Regions from separate parts of the Mus musculus genome. Here all the other regions are linked to region 1. Evidence: chromatin contacts called from public HiChIP or PLAC-seq data. All regions are on one chromosome and are shown on one strand. Each heading gives the region's core, a stretch centred on a gene start, on an enhancer-like site or on the middle of the called end of the contact. The rest is flanking DNA. Distances are from core to core; before and after follow the strand shown. Region 1 holds the start of Ang (angiogenin, ribonuclease, RNase A family, 5). Region 2 holds the start of Pnp2 (purine-nucleoside phosphorylase 2). Region 3 overlaps Tep1 (telomerase associated protein 1).

Region 1 (4,030 bases), core at 251-2,750:
GCAGGTGTAAATCTGCCATGGCCAAAGGTACTGAACCTTAGTCGCATACACAACAATGACTGTCATTCGGATTTCTGCAGTGGAATAGTTCCAACTCTTGTGCAGACTCAGTTTACCCATTCTTAACCAGGTAGTGCTCACAGGAATCCGGGTTGGCAGTGCTATGTAGACTAGACATGTAGCAAACTACCTGCAGCTGGGGTGGCAATGTGATAAACACCCTTCTCCTAGGTATACTCTCCCTACTTTGTGTATCTTCATAACAGTCCAACTGGACTAGAACACCCTGTGCCTGGTCTTCCTCCTGTCTTTCCTCCTTTCTCCCCTCAACCTAGCATCTTTTGATCTTGGTTCATGTTCCTCTTTGTTTTTAAGGAGCGTCCATAACTTTTTCTTTTTTCTTCCTTCTTTTTTTTTTTTAGGAAAGAATTGAGTAGGAAATACTGCTGAAAGTACTTCCTGATTCCGGGTTTTCCTTTTTTTTTTTTTTTTTTTTTTTTCTTTTCTTTTCTTTCCTTTTTCTTTTTGGAGACAGGCTTTCTCTGGGTAGCCCTGGCTGTCCTGGAACTCACTTTATAGACCAGACTGGCCTTGAACTCAGAGATCTGCCTGCCTCTACCACCCCAGTGCTGAAATTAAAGGTGTGGACCACCACCACCAGACTCGGGGTTTTCCTTATTATTCCTGCCAAGCCAAGCTTGTTATGGAGGAAACACGACAGATCACATGCCCTTCTGCAAATGGCTTCCTAAGCCTTTGGGGGCTTTTAATCACAATTGAAGAAACCCTCCTATATCTCCATCTCCTTGATCGAAATCCCATTAATTGCTTCCCAGATACAAACCACACCAAATAATCCTGTTTTCATTTTAAATTTTAACTCTTACTCGTTTTCTTTTTAATGTGCAAGTTTGAGTCCAGAAAGCGTAAGGGGTGTTAGTCAGTTTCACTAAAATAGATGAACTGCTAGAAAGAGCACAGAGGAAAAGAAGCAGAGAGTTGAACACCCACAAGGAAGAATCTTACCAAAGCTGGCCAGCTTTCCTCCGACTGGGAATGTGTCCAGCTGCGTGCTCCTGGAGACAGGGTCCTGCGGTGTGAAGCTAGAGGCTCCTCACAGGCTGGTAATATACAGTGCTCATGTGACGGGGTGGGGAGAACCTATCTAAGGATCTTTACTTTGGCAGCGACTTGTAAACCAAGGCCACTAATCATGGGCAAACAAGGAGTCATTCACCTTTCCCCTGAGCATGCCTGGGTCAAATATTAACCACCTGGTGGACCACACATCTCTTTCAGCAATGATAATGTTTGCTAAGCACGGCCTTTTGTTCCTAAGCTGCCTCTTTCCTTATGTGTATGGTCCTTATCCTTGCTCAGGGTAGGACTGAAGTTTCACTGTGCATATGCCATAGATCCAAAAACATATTATCCCTGACGTTCAGGCCAACTTCAGGAACTACTTTGAAAGAAGTCTAAAGGAAGGAGTGAGGCAACTGTGCCCCCACCTCTCCAACCCCCAGAAATACACACAGCACTTCCTGGGCTCCTCCTCCCTCTGTCCATCCTCTGGAGAAAAAAGAATATATATTTATGGCTACTCAGCTTCCTGTTCTTTAAAGCACAGTTGCAAAACCAGCTGTCTACATCTAAGCATTATGGGAACCAAGTACAGAAGAAATTATGCATGTCTGCTCTGCTTATGAGGTAACTCTAAGATCGAAGAGTAGACAAGCCACGGGGTCAGACTTCTAAAACCCAGAAAGTACACAGTGAGGTAGTGAAGAAATCTACTAGAATTGTTCTAACAGATTCATCTTCAAGGCTGGACAGATCGCTCAGTGGTTGCAGGCACTTACTCAGGTTCAGTTCTCAGACCCACATGGCAGTTCCCAACCATATGTAGTGATGCCTTCATCTGGTCTCCCTGGGCATTGCATATGTGTGGTACACAGACATACATGCAGATAAATAAATACATACAATTTTAAAAGTTGCCATACATTTATCTTGTATATAGGGCAAAGTTGCAATATTTTAGCTCCTTGTCAATTTCTAGATTTTGCTCCATCATTGTGTAGATATTTATGTGTGATTTAAGCTGTACTAATTTCTAAAAGCAAAAATAGGGATGGGAGACCTACAGGTTGTCAGCGGAGTAGAGGTGGAGGCAGGGGCAAAGCATCTCTCACTGTGTGGAAGCGTGCTGGGGATGTCTGAGGTGAGTCTGGGCACAAAAAAAAAAAAAAAAAAAAAAAAACGAGAGCATCAGCTGACTCGCCGTAGCAGGAGGAAGAATTCAGCACTCCAGCATCTTCAGACTCCCTCAGCAAGGCTGGTCCTCTGTGTGGCAGGAACAGGGAACCCTCAGAAAGCAGCAAAAATGCAAGCAGGCAGCTTTGGGGCGCTGACTTGCAGACATGTTCACACCCGGACTTGGGAACACTTGGGGAAGACTGCACTGGTATAAAGGACCCACAGTACGGTCGGGATGGATCTGGATTCACTTCCGTTGGTGTAACTGAAGAAATGGGCTGCCAACATTCCTTTAAGTTAGTTAATCTCAGTGTCTCTCCATTGGGTGGATCCTTTCCAGAGAAGAATTTTTACTTACTCATTTCTATATTCTCAGTGACTGACACATAAGTCCTCATCAACTGATCTAGAGCCTCTAACCACGAAAAACATTCTGGGCTTCTCTTTAAAGGTTCAGAGATGCAAGATTTGGTAGCAGTTATTAAATAAACTTGATTGCTAAGCCGAGCAATCTCTGGCTGTGGGAGCTGGAAGATGCTTCCCCTGGGGTCTGATGAGGTCATTGGAGGTGTTGCAATGAACCTGGGAGTGTTCTACACTTGCCTGCAAAAAGTTCTGAAATCAGTTAGTTTGCCTTCACCAATGAGCTTTTGTTCCTGACCACAGAGCAGACTCTAAGAGTGTAAAGTCTTTTAAAAAGCAAACCCCTAATTCCAGCAGCACTTGGGAGGCAGAGGCAGGTGGATCTCTGTGAGTTTGAGGTCAGCCTGGTCTACAGAGCTAGTTCTAGAACAGCCAGGGCTGTGCAGAGAAATCCTGTCTCAACAAACAAGCAAGCAAGCGAACAAGCAAAAGCTGCCCAGAATGTGCACATCGCAATGGATACACTTCCTAAGAACGGGGCCTGACAGCTTGAGAAGGAAGAGTGGCTGGCATGAAGACTTGGAAAGGGCCCAAACCTCAACACTTTTCAGCTTTGTTGAGGCACAGCCCAGCTTGAAGGTCCCCTTTGTCCTTGTCTGCTCCCTCCTGCACTCAACCCAACTGTGAGCTGAAAGGAAATGAGAAGAAGACTAAGCTGTTATAGCCTAATTTTGGGGTACTAGAGTCCCCTGAAAGGGAGACCTAGTCACATCCTGACCAGTGTCCATTAGACAAGTGCCAAGCATGTTTTGACAAATGCCAGCATTTAAACTGTTTCAGAAGTACAGAGAAAGATAGCACTCAGGGTCTTCAGGGTGAGGCCACTCTACTGGTATCCAACCTGTCACCGAAATGCTCAGTGTGCAAACATACTATGTATGGTGGTGCCTATTTTAAATTAATCACACATTACTTTTAAACAGATGTGGAAGGACTGAGTGCTAGAGTCGTCACCCACTCATTGTTAGGAGAACAGCCAGTCCATTGCAAAACCTGGATGGCCTCATCAATTCCCAGGAGAAATATCAGCCAACTCCCATAGCCAGAGATGATTATATCAATGTGGTCTTTTTCTGATAAACAACCACAAAACAGAGGCACTTCACCCACACCTACAGCACACATACAGACACAAAATCCACTAGTCTAACACATTAACTTGCTCAAACACAGCAGCTTCCTTTTTTTTAAAGAGCAATGTCAGCAGAGTACCAGGAAGCAGCCAGAGACAATTAGCAGTCAGCAATCTTCCAGGAAGTCGCTGGCCCCTCACCTGACACCTCGGGGGATTTAGAACCTGCTCAAATCCCTGACAAAAGGCCAGGGCTCTTTTTCTTTGTCTCTCTCTTTC
Region 2 (4,002 bases), core at 30-2,529, 140 kb after region 1:
CAGGAAGATCTCTGCCAGTTTGAGGGTTCCAAAACAGAACGAAGACAAACCCTGTCTAGTCAGCCTGGACCTTCTCACAGTCCCAAGTCCAATTTTATCACACCCAACTGCAAAGATCAAAGATTGCTCCTAGGAGTGGAAGAACGGAGGTGTACACAAATTGAACACAACTAAAAAAGCCTTTTTTTTTTCTTCCACCCAGAGAGCTTTATGTATCAGAGACTTAAAGACATGGCAGACCCAGACATTAGTATAACTTGAGCCTAGCCTGGAGGTATAGCAAGACCTTGTCACAAACTGCAACAGAGTATACTATAGGAAACAAAACAGGATTATAACACAACAGGTTATCCACAATGAAACAATTAGGTAGGGCAGGGACAGATAGAGCCACAGGGTGACAAACAGAAGCAAGTAAGTAGGCAAGAATTTAGGATGCAGTCCTAAAGGGCCGGAAGTATGAGGCTTGGCCACCCGGCCATGTCCAGCCATAGCTCACAGTCCCCGAGGACACGTCGGACCTGAGATCATCCTAAAGCCACTGTGATCCCTACAGCTCTGCGGTGAGTCAGTCTAGAAATTCCCTACACAAAAGGGAGGGAGTTGACTTTTCTGGTTTTTGGTTTTTTGTTTTTGTTTTTAAAGTGGGCAGGAAGGTGTGTATAAGTATCTAAGCAGGTCAGTGAATACAGATTTCCCATCCTTAAAAAGACTCCATTCCTCATTTGTTAATGCTACTTCCAGCTTGGAGGAGAGAGAGGGGCAGTCGCAGAAAATGAGCAAATTTCCCTCTAAAGGAACTGCGGAATTGCACAACAGAATTATCTCCTGGGTTACTTGGACCGCTGGAAAGGAAATTTGTGTTATTAAGTTGTCAGGGCTCGTGCCTCCTTCCCCACATACATCCACATACACCAAGGAGGCACAATGTTCCTTGTGATGGTGCCTACACTGCGCTAACCTGTTTCTTCCTGCTCCGGGGCGCCCCTACCGCTGGTTCCCGCGTCTGCCTGTCGCGCCAGCCGCCCCACCATTCTGGAGCCCTATGTCTGCCACTGGGCTCTGTGCCAGGCCTCTCTGCATCCCCAACAGACTCGCTCCTTCTCTGGGCCCAGGCTGATAAGTTCCCAGTTCTCAGCTACAGCCCGTCTCTCTAGGCAGAACGCCCGAGTCCCCGGGCCCGGCACTTACTCTTTCTCTATGGTGTCACCGACAGAGGCGCCCAAATCTTGCCCTTTCTGCTCCATGGTGACACTGTCTGAGTCAGGTCAAGACTGTTAGTGCACTATTACCTAGGCCGGCCTTTACATCCTAGCCCCAGGCTCCAACCAATGGCAGCAGCCTTGTCTCCATGGTGACACACCCTCATCCAGAGGTGTGGCAGGAAACCTCTCCAGAGTTCATTTCAAAGAGATCCACTCCTAGTCTAAGGCCACCAGCAGGTGATCCCCCCCCACCCCACCCCACCCCCGCACACAGTCATGATTTCCCAGCTAGAAAAGGAGGCCTGTGTGGAAAGAGAAGCAGGGTAGAGAGCCCCGGAACTGCCTATCTGCAACTCCATTCTCCGCTGCGTTATTGGATAAGAATTTGAAAAGCGAAAAAATTCAATTTTTTCATAGATTGTGCAATCTTGAAATAAAATGAAACGAAACAGTGTCTGAGCTGCTTTCGGGATTAGGGAAGCGGTTGCTGGGTGGGTAACAGTGCTGACTAGGAGCCTGCAGGATTTTGGGGAAACACTTCGAGACCCAGATGGAAATGAGTTCTAGATAGTAGGCATAAACAGGATGGCAAGTTGATTGGACACACAGTACGGAGTCCAAAAATTCTGCTAACTTTGAGAACTTTTTTTTTTTTTTTTCGAGATAGAGTTTCTCTGTATAGCCCTGGCTGGCTGTCATGGAATTCACTCTGTAGACCAAGGCTGGCCTTGAACTCAGAAATCTGCCTGCCTCTGCCTCCCAAGTGCTGGGATCAAAGGTGTGTGTCACCACTGTCTGGCAGAGAACTCTTGTCAAGAAGAAATTTCACATAACAGAAGCACACATTGCTCCCCACCCCCACCCCAGAATTAAACAGTATACTGTGGAAAGTATTTGGCATCTCTTTTCTGTAATCAAACTACATAACCACCTATGCTTCGTTCTTGAAATTCTTTAACTGTTTCTCTCCTGGAAATTTTCTCTCCTGCTTGACAGTTTATACCACAACTCAAGCCACTATTTTCCAAACCTGTTTTTCTCACTCACTTAAAAAAATATTTATTGAGCATTAACTGTGCATCAGTTTTAGTGGAGTGAGCACAAGAGTAAAAATAATTGCTGGAAAGTTCGGTGTGGTGGTATATACCTTTAATCCCAGTACTCAGGGCCAAATCAGAGGATCTCTGGGTTCCAGGCCACCCTGGACTGTTGGTAATGAGGTTCTGTCTCAGTAGTAGTAGTATAGTAGTAGTAGTAGTAGTAGTAGTAGTAGTAGTAGTAGTAGTAGTAATAGCAGCAGAAAGGAAAGGCTGATGCAGGAGATTGTATAGATTGAGGCTGGCCTGGGCCAGTCTAAGCTGTTTTGTTGTTGTTGTTGTTTTCCTCCTCCCCCCACCCCTTCCCTTTTACTCTGGCCCATAGGTTTTTTGTTTCTCATTAAGGATGGTTGTGAGCCACCATGTGGTTGCTGGGATTTGAACTCATGACTCCAGAAGAGCAGTCAGTGCTCTTAAACCGCTGAGCCATCTCACCGGCCCGTTTTATTGTTTTTAAAAACTTTTTGTTTTATTTATTTATTTTTTATTATGTTCATGTTACTTTGCCTGCATGGTACCTATGTGAAAATGTCACAGCTCTGGAGATGTGAGTCACACAAAGGTGTATGCCAGAATTTAAACTCAGGACTTCTGGAAGAACAGCCATCTCTGCAGCCCTTAATTTTTATTTTTATTTATTTATTTTTTTGGAGTTTTGTTGTTTTGTTTTGTTTTGTTTTAAAAACAGGGTTTCTCTGTGTAGACTTTCCTGGAACTTCCTCCTGAGTGCTGAAATTAAAAGTATGCACTATCACGCCCAGCTAGGGCTTAGTTTCTTTGTCTATTTCATTGTATTACCCACCATAAGTTTGTAGAACTACATTTTATTGTTTTATTGTGTGCGTGTGCAAGTTGGGGACAACCTGCAACACTCTCTTCTTTTCTTCCACCTGTCAGGTTTTTGAACTCTGGTCCTCAGGTTTGGCAGCAGGTGCCCTTGCCCACTAAGCTACCTTTGTTCGTCTTTTGAAATATGGTCTCACTGGACCTGCGATGGTCCTCCTGCTTCATTTTCACATGTGCTGGGATTGCAAGCATTTGACATCCCTCCTGGTGTAGTTTGTTTCTCTCCTCCTTAGGCTCCACAGCTCTCATCTTCACCCACTGAGCCATCTCAATGCCTACCCCTCCTACACTGAAAATGTTAAACTGAAAAGGAAACTGCTAAGTCGATCTAAGTGTTTATTTACTCTTTTGTTTCCTACTGGGTTTCATGTAGCTCAGGCTGAGCTCAAACTTACTATGTAATGCAGATTGGACTCAAATTCTTGACCCTCCTGGCTCAGCCTCCAGAGCACTGAAGTTTCAGGTGAGCACTACATTCAAGTAGATATTGGATAATTTGGTTGGCTTTGGTGTTTGATTCAATAGAATTGAGAACCTTGAATGTGTTAAGCAAATGGTTTACTACTGAGCTGTACCTAAACCCACTGACAGGATATGTATGTGTGTTTGTGCATGTGTGTATGGACATGCTCATGTTTATACAGGTGTCTGTGTGTGCATATGGAGGTCAGAGGACTACCTTGTATATCATTCCCCAGGTACTGACGCCTTCATTTGTTTGTTTGAGAAAAGTCTTCTACTAGGCTTTAACCCAGCAAGTTGGCCTTCCCAGATCCAGAGACCAGGCACCCTCCTTGACTTCCCCAGCACTGGAACTATGAATGGAAACCACTACCACGCCTGATCCTTCATGG
Region 3 (3,765 bases), core at 1,254-3,753, 250 kb after region 1:
TGAGATGTAGTAACATAATTAGAAGGTAATGCATTTCGAGAATTATTACCATTGTCCTAAACATAATAGAAATACTCTAGTGTTTAGAATTGAAGTCAGGGTAAGTGCTTCACTTTGAACTATATCCATAAGCTCTTTATTTATTGAACTGAATGTTTAAAATGGCCATGTAGAGAACATGCTTAGCTTAACATGCTCAAAGCCCACACCACTAAATATAAAACAGCCACACTTAAGGACTGACCCACAGCCAGGCATGGTGGCACACTCCTTTAATCCTAGAAGAAGGAGGAGGTGGGAGGATCTCTGTGAGTTCAAGGCCAGTATACTATGTATACTATGGTATACCTAATAAGCTCCAAGACAGGACTACACAGAGATCCTCAAAAACAAGCAAAACAAACAAAAACAAACCCCAACAAGAACAAAAAACGAAAAAATTTAAAAAACCAAAAAAAAAACCCAAAAAACAGTTTCACAGTGAACCTTCATCTCTCATGAGCATGAATGAGCTCCACAACACAATCCCTCACTTCTTTTTCTTTTCTTCCCATCCCTGCTGTCCCTGATTCTTTGATGCCACCCTAGGTTGGGGTGTAGTGGCATCCCTTCTAAGCATTCTCAGGAGCTGCACTTTCCTTTCCCCTCAGCATTCTAACCCATCAGTCCTTAAGCATCCTGACGCTCTGAGCTCATCCATGTCTATTTTAGCCTGGATCCCGGATCTCAGCCTCCTCTTTTCATCTTACAGATTGACAGGGTCATCCTGTTTGGTCAAAGGATGGATACCGAGCTCCTGAAAGTAGCCAAACAGATTATCTGGCAGCATGTGAATTCCAAGTGCCTCTTTGTTGGTGTCCTCCTACAGAAAACACAGTACATGTAAGGTTGCTGGTTGTTCTTGTACGGCGTCTGAAGACAGTTGTCCATATTTTCCCGTCTGCTCCTGTCAAAGTCTCACTTGTTTGATGTTTTGTATCTTGCCTTCTTGCTTTATTAGTTCTATTGAATTTAATTTTCTAGGACTTTCTTTGAAGTCTTTTTGCCCCTGTATGCTATTAGATACTGGACCCAGACCTTCTGTCCTTCTAGGCAAGCATCCTCTCACTGAGCTGTACTCTGGCCACATAATTCTATTACGACAAGATTGGTTGCACTCAGGGTAATACAGCTATCGGTCACAAAACTGTTATATAGGGGTGAGGTGTATATCTTAAGGTACTGCGGAGTAGAGTCTAGGTATATAGCCTTGGCTGGGTTTGAACTTGATATCCTCCTGTCTTCCAGGGCAGGTGCTGGGATTGCAGATGTAAGCCACTACCCCTGACTCCAGGCATCGATTTCGGTGCTTAGTGACTGCTTCTTTCTTTGGCAGATCACCAAATTTGAATCCCAACGATGTGACGCTCTCAGGCTGCACTGACGGGATCCTGAAGTGAGTCCACATTGGGCATCGGAGGGGAAAGAGGTTGCCTTAGAATGCACTTAAGGGATTCTCTATGCCTGTTAGCTCATTTATTTATTTTTCAAAATAAGATGGCTTATTTTCTTTCACAGATGTCTAAGCTTATCAGCAATACAGTGTGATAAGGGTTCCAACCTTCACTGCCTTTTTTTTTTTTTAAATAGAGCACTTTTGTTTTCTTTTTTTTTCTTTTTTAATTTAAATGTATTTGTTTAGTCCATGTGTATGAGTCCACTGTCACTCTCTTCAGACACACCAGAAGAGGACATCAGATCCCATTACAGATGGTTGTGAGCCACCATGTGGTTGCAAGGAATTGAACTCAGGACCTCTGGAAGAGCAGTCAGTGCTCTTAACCACTGAGCCATCTGTCCAGCTCAACCTTCACTGTCTTAATGCTTGATCACTCTCAACAACCTCTACCTCCTGGCTAAAGGTGGTACCTCAGCTCTGTGTTATACACATCCAAGTTTATGCTATATCCAATGAGAAAGAGGAAAAGCAGGTTGGAACCTTGGATCATCAGTTAAGAGTACATACTGCTCTTGCAGAGGTCCTGGATCTTGATCTGGTACCCAGTACTCAGTACCCAGTACCCAGTAACCATGCCAGGTGGCTCCCAACTACCTGTAATTGTATCCAGCTCCAAAGGGATTCAACAACCTCCTGCAACTCCAGAGATTTGATGCCTCTGCAGACACTGCACTTTTTGGTGCACACGAACCCATAGACGTACACACAGGCATACATAATTAGTTTTTAAAAGGAAATCTTTCTGATCTATTTTATTGAGTTATTATTTGCAATTATTATGCATAATTTTTGTTATTCACCACTTTATTAATTTCCATATGTTTTTAGCTTTTGAGATTAAGTTCTAATTACATCATTTCCCCCTTCTCTTTCCTCTCTCCAATCCCTCCTGTGGTTTGCTCCTCTTGCTTGCTCTCAAATATATAGTCTCTTTTTCTTTGTTCCTGTTACACACAGAGAGACTATAACTAGCTCAGCTCAGTTGGTGTTCCTTGTATGTGAATGATGTCAGGGCTGACAACTGGTATTACGTAACAAAGTTAGAGGGCTCATCCCTGGGGAAGCCTTTCTTCTACTCTTAGCATCCCTTAGTTACCTGTGCTTCTCTGTTTAGATCCCCACTTGGGTCTCTTGGTGATGTACTTGTTCAGGCTTTGTTTAGGTTGCCACACAGAGACATATACACAAACACATAATTGAAACTTTTTAAAACAATTTTAAAAAAACAAAAGTCGAGTGTGGTGTTGCATGCCTTTATTCCCTTGAGCAGCAGTAGCAGGCAGAGATCAGCCTGGTCTACATAGTAAGTTCCAGGCTAGCCAAGTCTACATAGTGAGACCCTGGAGAGAGAGGGGGGGAAAGAGGGAGAGAGAGAGAGAGAGAGAGAGAGAGAGAGAGAGAGAGAGAGAGAGAGAGAGAGAGAGAAAGAGAGAGAGAGGGAGAGGGAGAGGGAGAGGGAGAGAGAGAGAGAGCGAGAGAGAGGAGCGATATGAAAAAATTATATTACTTTTATGTGTATGAATGTTTTGCTGGTGCAAATTATATATATATGATGGGCAAGGCCAGAAGAGGGCGTCAGGTTCCCTAGAACTGGAGTCACAAACAGATGTGAGCATCCATGTGAGCATGTGGGTGATGGAAACCTTCCTTGGGAAGAGCTGCAGATGCGTTTGAACCTTCATGTTTGTTTCCTCTCGTCAAGTTTTCTTTGGATGTCACCTACACTCTTCAACTCATATTGGGAAGCCTCAAGCAATAGGGAGCTATTGTAGTTTATACAGAGCTGATCGCACAGAACAGGGAAGGTCTTAAACTGTAACTTTAGCTCAGACCAGTTTTCTAACAGGGATCTTAAGGTCACCATGCACAGAGAGTGGGAGGGGCTGGGCTGGTGACATCCTTCATCCCCAGTGTTTTGTAGTCTTATTTTCCAGTACACTTTCCTGGCTTATGGTTATCCTTTTTGTCTGGCTAGTCTTTTTGAGATGGGTCTCATTATATGATCCGGGCTCACCTGTACTTGTGATTGCCCCTAGCTCAGGTTGAGAACTGTGACCATGACATACCAGGTCTGCTCTATGGCTGTCTTCCTGAGGGGAGCCGCTGAACTGAGCAGGCGTGTCTTTGCTGCCTGTTTCTCTTGGGATGCCTTCCTGGTTCTGATCTCCAATATTCTGTTTTCATCATGCTTTTCTTAGATTCATTGCCGAACATGGAGCCTCTCGTCTCCTGGAACATGTGGGACAACTAGATAAACTATTCAAGAT

What was found. HiChIP or PLAC-seq counts read pairs in DNA pulled down with a chosen protein or histone mark.
Region 2: an H3K27ac HiChIP or PLAC-seq map of microglia shows a contact between it and region 1, with 8 times the contacts expected there. The contact joins the promoter of Pnp2 here to the promoter of Ang in region 1. A contact is called at or near these places in 1 of 39 promoter capture datasets (macrophages), 9 of 484 Hi-C or Micro-C datasets (B cells, CD4 T cells, the CH12 cell line and 6 more), 9 of 115 datasets of contacts at active chromatin or transcription factors (the 230-238 cell line, the SCID.adh cell line, bone marrow-derived macrophages and 5 more) and 3 of 9 other capture datasets (adipose tissue, liver and pancreatic islet).
Region 3: a contact with region 1 is called in an H3K4me3 HiChIP or PLAC-seq map of bone marrow-derived macrophages, with 2.3 times the contacts expected there. The contact joins the enhancer-like site here to the promoter of Ang in region 1. A contact is called at or near these places in 1 of 39 promoter capture datasets (embryonic stem cells), 2 of 15 datasets of contacts at CTCF or cohesin (the NIH/3T3 cell line and pro-B cells), 16 of 115 datasets of contacts at active chromatin or transcription factors (the 230-238 cell line, the SCID.adh cell line, acute myeloid leukemia and 8 more) and 5 of 9 other capture datasets (adipose tissue, embryonic stem cells, liver and 2 more).

The regions. Positions count from the first base shown.
Region 1 is chr14:51,093,470-51,097,499 of GRCm38.p6, reverse strand. Ang (angiogenin, ribonuclease, RNase A family, 5) reads right to left here and starts at 1,500. Exons shown (of 2, transcript NM_007447.3): 1 at 1,027-1,500. Rnase4 (ribonuclease, RNase A family 4) reads right to left here and starts at 1,500. Exons shown (of 2, transcript NM_201239.3): 1 at 1,027-1,500.
Region 2 is chr14:50,953,418-50,957,419 of GRCm38.p6, reverse strand. Pnp2 (purine-nucleoside phosphorylase 2) reads right to left here and starts at 1,279. Exons shown (of 6, transcript NM_001123371.2): 1 at 1,192-1,279. The coding sequence starts at 1,247.
Region 3 is chr14:50,847,704-50,851,468 of GRCm38.p6, reverse strand. Tep1 (telomerase associated protein 1) reads left to right here. Exons shown (of 55, transcript NM_009351.2): 16 at 752-882; 17 at 1,376-1,435; 18 at 3,697-3,765. Among named protein-coding and RNA genes, the nearest start is that of Gm52116, 13 kb to the right of the region's middle. Within about 2 kb of position 2,503, at least 3 of the 459 cell types and tissues checked have an H3K27ac peak or open chromatin away from gene starts, as enhancers often do. A contact at or near this core is called in bone marrow-derived macrophages, where this site is marked.